2 separate regions of the Gasterosteus aculeatus genome follow, and region 1 is linked to region 2. Evidence: chromatin contacts called from public Hi-C data. All regions are on one chromosome and are shown on one strand. The core of a region is the stretch at or near the end of the contact, and the rest is flanking DNA. Distances in the headings are between cores, read along the strand shown. Region 1 overlaps nrxn2b (neurexin 2b). Region 2 has its middle 44 kb from the start of alpk1.

Evidence for each region. A called contact is a pair of places that touch in the nucleus more often than the background predicts.
Region 1: a contact with region 2 is called in a Hi-C map of skeletal muscle, with 2.9 times the contacts expected there. The contact joins two enhancer-like sites. A contact is called at or near these places in 2 of 6 Hi-C or Micro-C datasets (skeletal muscle and whole body).

What each region holds. Positions count from the first base shown.
Region 1 is chr7:11,067,601-11,070,716 of fGasAcu3.hap1.1, forward strand. nrxn2b (neurexin 2b) reads left to right here. Exons shown (of 22, transcript XM_040180546.2): 8 at 52-490; 9 at 1,576-1,959. Among protein-coding and RNA genes, the nearest start is that of LOC144410332, 220 kb to the left of the region's middle. Within about 2 kb of position 1,816, at least 2 of the 9 cell types and tissues checked have open chromatin away from gene starts, as enhancers often do.
Region 2 is chr7:10,684,982-10,688,165 of fGasAcu3.hap1.1, forward strand. No RefSeq gene overlaps it. Among protein-coding and RNA genes, the nearest start is that of alpk1, 44 kb to the left of the region's middle. Within about 2 kb of position 1,485, at least 1 of the 9 cell types and tissues checked has open chromatin away from gene starts, as enhancers often do.

The sequences.
Region 1 (3,116 bases), core at 566-3,065, 380 kb after region 2:
GCACTTGATTGAATGGGATTGTAACCTGTCGCTCTCCGCTCTGTTCTTCAGGTGGTGTACAAGAACAACGACTTTAAGCTGGAGCTGTCTCGGCTGGCCATCGAGCGAGACCCCAAGATCACCCTGAACGGAGACCTAGTGTTCCGCTGTGAAGACGTCGCAGCACTAGACCCAGTCACCTTTGAGACCCCCGAGTCCTACATCTCCCTGCCCAAGTGGAACACTAAGAAGACCGGATCCATCTCCTTCGACTTCCGCACCACGGAGCCAAGTGGGCTCCTCCTATTCAGCCACGGCCGTCCTCAGGGGCCCAAAGAGCAGAAGCCCGGTAGGGAGCTCAAGACCGATTACTTTGCCATGGAGCTGCTGGAGGGTTATTTGTACCTGCTGATCGATATGGGATCTGGAAAAACAAAGCTGAAGGCCAGCAACAAGAAGGTCAATGACGGGGAATGGTGCCATGTGGATTTCCAGAGGGAAGGGAGGAAAGGTGAGGGCTGATTTTAACTTCCTTTGTCGCCAGCTGATCTAGAAATGTTACTTTACATGGGCAAACTTCTAATTGCAATATAAAGATATGCTGAAAATCAAAAGATATAATTACCTTTGCGAAAAAGTGTAATTTTTACTGTAGCAAACTACAATTTCTTTTTTTAAATCTGATATCCGTGTCTTTTTGTCATGTGTTCACTCGTGTGTAATATCTTGCTAGCTCCCAGCTACTTTGCAAAACAACAGTGGCAAACTTGGACTAAGCATGGACTCAATCTAAAACTATTTTCCTAGTGTTTTATGGATTCTCTGGAGCAGCTTATAAAAAATAATTTGCTTAATGGTCCAACAGCTCTCCAAAGGAATATACACATACTAAAACCTAAACTAAGACTGGTTAGGCATACTTTTAATAATAATGTAGTGGTAATACTTAAGGTGAGTTTATTTACCTGAGAGACACGTGGTTCTAATGTATCTGCCTGAATTTGGGCAACAAACAGGGACATCTGCATGCTTCAGTGTCTGGTTTCTGATGAATGATCTGTAGGTGGACAAGCACCTAGGACATTATATCGTATCCCTAATAGCATCTTATAATGACTAAGGGGTGAATAATGGTGTGTGTGTGTGTGTGTGTGTGTGTGTGTGTGTGTGTGTGTGCGAGCATGCATGTGATCTTGCTGCTGCTCCTGCTGTAATTGGCTTTTAATAGAAAATTAAGACAGAGTCGTTAATCACAGAAAGATAGAAGGCCTTTTGTCTCACCTACTCCCTGCTGCATTATGCTTCCCTTCTCCTCCATTTAGCCTATTACAGACACATTAGATACACACACACAGACACACACACTTTACTGATATTTGTTCTTCCTGTCTCTTGTATGTCCATCTGTCTGTGCTTTGTGTCCCTAAATGATCCACTTACTGCTCCTTTCAAAAATGCATTTGCCCACTCACTCAGCCGCTTGACCCCACTCCCATTCCCTCCCACGTATCCATACTACCCACTTCTTCAATTTCTTACTATGTTTGACCATAGACAATTTAATATTCAGTTGACAACTGTGTTTCTGCCTTTCAGGATCTATCTCAGTCAACAGCCGCAGCTTGCCCTTCAGCTCCCCTGAGGGCAGTGAAATCCTGGACCTGGACAGCGACATGTACCTGGGCGGGCTACCCGAGTTCAAGTCAGACCTCATCCTGCCACCCGAGGTTTGGACGGCGCTGCTCAACTACGGATACGTGGGCTGCGTGCGCGACCTCTTTATCGACGGCAAGAGCCGCGATGTCCGCCGCCTGGCTGAGATCCAGAGTGCGTTCGGCGTCAGCAGTTTCTGCACCCGCGAGCTGCAGAAGAGGTGCAGCAGCGCTCCCTGTGGCAACGCAGGTCTGTGCAAAGAGGGCTGGAACCGCTACATATGTGACTGCATCGGCACCGGATACCTGGGAGCCAACTGTGAGATAGGTAAGGAGGGGGGGGGGGGACTAGGGGCTGTTTAAGGGAAAGCTGGTTTATGGGTGAAGGGACCAAGACTTTGACGGTCTGGAAGTGATCATACATTATTGAAAACATGGACACATTGAGTTTGCAGAAGTACATAATTGACTTGTACAGAATCCTGCACCAACATTGACTCAAATACATGGATCTATTATGCAAATGACATATTGAAATTTTAATTGCTGTTAGATTTGAACAATGTGTCGTGCGACAAGTCAAAAACAAGGCTGCAATCCTTCTGAGAGGCAAAACATACATATTTAAGCTATGGCTCCAAATAGATGAAACAATGCAAGGTTACATTGTTCATGTTGTACAATGTCTACAAGTAATGTAAACCCCAGTGAGTACAGCAGAATCAGGAGAAAACAAGTGCACAAGGAGCATTTCAACAATGGGCTGCCTCATTTTTCACTTAACCAAGCGGCGGCTGTGTGGTGAGTGTAAGAACTCCGCAGGGACACGTCTGAACCAGGGGCCGGGGGGCTTGTTGGTGGCCGCTGGCTGGAAGAGGGTGAGGGGGGGGAAGCACTCAGAGGCGGGTAGCGGTGGCTCAGAGCAGCAAGGCCTACCGTCGCCATCTGTGTCTGTCACGCAAATCCAGGTGGCGCCAAAGCCGCAGCGAGGGGAGGTGAGCTAGTCAAACAGCACCACGTACGCCTGATTCATTCCAATTAGCTGCAGGCGCCTCGCTCGGGGGAATGAACCATGACAGGATGGGATTTTGAGGGACAAGGAGGGTAATGAGGGAAGGAGAGATTGGATTCAAATCAGGACAGTGGAGGTAGAGAATGAAATGTCTTTATGTTGAAGGGTGATTTTTTTGGTCTCAGGGTGGCAGGTGTGTTTTCAGTGGTGCTCTTTTGCCATCTGCTGGAGCTTTGCGTTACTGCAGAGATGCGGCACTGGGACTTTACTGAAAACCAGCTGCATATTTCTGTGTGTGTAAGGACAATCAATGATATTGGCCAGAGGAAAAAGACTGTGGGGAAATGACATGATGTGAAGCCACTTAAAACTAAAACCTTGCTGGTGTGTCTAGTTAGTTTTAGGAGAATAATTAATAATTGTATGCATCCCATTTTATGTACTTAAGGCAGCGGTTCCCAAACTCAAGAATG
Region 2 (3,184 bases), core at 235-2,734:
TGTGCTTCCTTGACCCTCCTCTTCTCTGTTTACCACTGTTTAGGTTTACTGCTTTAATGGTGTCAGATAATTACAGACAGCGGACACTGCTGTTCACGACACTGCATTATTCTGTGCAGGAGACAGGCTGAATATACGTCTCTCATTGTTTCGAGCTACGGCTTCGCCCTAAACTCTCCATGTTAATGAGATTGATGCGTCAGATACGACCGCCTGCACAGACACAGGAAAATCAATGGGCTGTTGTTAGCATTTATATGGCTTTTGCTAGAACATCACAAGCTGAGAGGGAGCCTGCAAGCAATGGACAAAAATAGGGGTTGTTAGCTGTGTCAGGTGATAGCCATGAAACCGACCTAGCGATGTGGTCCACTTAACAAAGCCCATTAACACCAGTCCCAACTAAATGTTCAGTGTTCTAACACACGTTCATAAATGTTTAGTGTCACTTTCTGCCAATGATAAGCCGGGGTACATTCCGGATTTACGCACTGTTTGTTAATGAGCCATTGTTTATGTGACAAATATAGATTCTGATTGGGCTTTAATCCATAGGAAGATGTTGAGTTCTGATTTAACATGTTATTTTATTATTTTCTGACGTGAATCCTGCTAATAAGCTGAGAAAAGTACTTTTTCTGATATCAGCATTAAAGTTAGATCAGGTAGATTTCAGAGCTTGTATCACATGTTTGTTCTATCTCTGAAACAGAGATCTTAATCAGAAACAGAAATCTGGATGAAGCCAGAGAGGGAGGGAGTAGGTGTAAAAAAAGAAAAAAAAAGAAAGAGGGATAGTGAGATTTGGCATAAAAGTGAAACATAATCCATAGGTATCAGCGCTAATCTTTTGATTGGGCAAATTTCCCTCTGCAGCAGAATCAAAAGGTCTATTTGCATTTTATTTTTTCTAACAGATGGGGGTTTAACTTTCACAGTTCTGTGGATTACATAAATTCAAAGCTTCCTGTCGTAAATGGAAAGATTGCTATCTTTACTCCCCTTCTCTCCTCATCATCACCTCTTCTCCTCTTTCCCGTTGATGTTTTTATTTAAGGACGAGAATAATTGTGGAAACAAACACAGGCTGGTCTCTTTTGTTTTCTGCAAGATCATTTTACCCAAAATTATATTTGGACTGATTAGCTTTCTATACAAGTCAATATGCAAATCAGACACAATTTTTTTTAGAAGTTGAAAAAAGCAAAGGCAGACAAGGAAGATTTCCCTCCAACAGCAAAAGGGTCACACATCCGATAATTGAAGTATTTGGATATCTTTTTTCCCCTACTGCACTGGGACACCTTTATTATACAAGCGTCAGTTTTAGCGTGACGCTCCAACACCACAAACATTATTCCTCGGAGGATTTTCTCTTGTTTAAACAACAGTTTTAGATTAAAGGACATGGAGAGTCCCCTGTTGCATAAGGGACGGAGGGACAGGTGGAGAGCAGGGAGGTGGCAGCAGCCCGAAAAGCAATTAACATTCACAAATAGCGTGAGGGAAGCTTTCCACTGGGGTTACACGGGCGCTGAATGTCACCCACTGCCTGGGCCCAATTCCTTCATTACACCCTCCCGTAAGGGCAGACACACTTTAATACATATTTGCATGCAAATGCAGTGATTAACCCTTTAAGTGCATTAGCTCTAACTGCCTCGTGGGGCACCAGTGTCTAATCTCTCTCTCTCTCCGTTGGTCTCTGTGCTTCAAATGAGGTGGAATAATGATCCTTTATTGACTTTGTTGAATTGACTTCCATTGGTTTCCTCTAGCTGTATTGTTTATAGATTCTTAGGATTCATTATTCCGTTTCTCCAACAATAAATCACTTTTTGTTTGGCATTATGACAGTGTGCTCGGTTTGATATAGGAAATATCCCATATTGTGTCATAACAAGCAATAAAGCAGTGAAGTGAAAAAATGAATTGATCAAAGTTGAGAAATCTGTGTCATTACAGTGCAACTAGTCTAGAATAAAGTGTAAATACAAAAAAAGAGAATAAAGACGTTGGATTCTTCAAATAGGCAGAAAGTATCCCAAATGTTTCCCTCTGCTTTTAAAATGTTATTCTACTTTCAGCAGATGAACACTGACATAGAAAGCAATGGTACTGAATATGCCAAAGGGCTGATATGTTCCTACACTGCTGCTGCGGCCAGTGTGGAGAGCCTGCTGAAAGGCAGGGCGCAACAAGGGGGAAGAAGGGGACGGAATGTAAGTAAGAAAGTGTTTTCTGATGAAGATTTTTAGATCCAGACAAACATACTGTATAAAATCTCAATGTCTGTTTATCCCTACACATGCCCCAATCGCACCCTAAATATCTCTTTGCCTCCATCCTTCTCCTCCCAGCTCGTCCTCCCTCGTCTGTCCATTGGCAGAGCACACAGCCGTGAGCACAGCTAATTAAATGCTTCTAAGTGAGTTGCCTTGCCTTTGCATGCCATTCCAGCCTCAGCAAAAGGTCATTCCACTCACGGGCATGAAGCAGACATTTCTCATGACTGTTTTCCTTTTGAGAAATTTAGCAGATTGTTAATTATCAGATTACAAGTTTGCCTTTTTAAAGGCCAGCACGCCGCCCCAAGTGGCATGGCTCGGAAGAGCCATGCCAGAGACGGGGAAGAGTGAGAGAGGAGGGGGTATATGCAATGAGGATGGCTGAGGGGGTCCAGCTTCTCGTCTTTGCTTGAGTTAAATTCTGGGCTATAATTCGTGATCAGACAGGAAGGGAATTTGAGATAAGCAGAGAGAGAGAGCTTCTGTCTGACAGAAACCCATGTACTCATTGTCCAATCCCATCAGCCCCTAGCAGGCTCTACCTCCACCTCTCTTTCTCTCCTCCTAAATTCAAATGTACAAGCCTGGTCTCTGGAGCTAAACGAGCATGAGCAAAATCATCACTCATGGAAAAGCACCAAAAACACCTGGTCACTTCTTTTTCACCTGCCAATTGCTCATCCTGATCCCTCCCACGCAACTAAAAAATTAAATTCCAAGACATGTTAACATTTTGCTCACATTTAACTTTTTTAACCTGATTCCTCAGCAACACTCTGCCTTCCATGATCAATTTATAAATGAGTGAGTCCGCTGTAGAAATGGGCAATAGCAACACGTTGATGAAAGAGCTGTGCTCTAGAGCTTGGCCATATACACAAGAAACAATAACCACT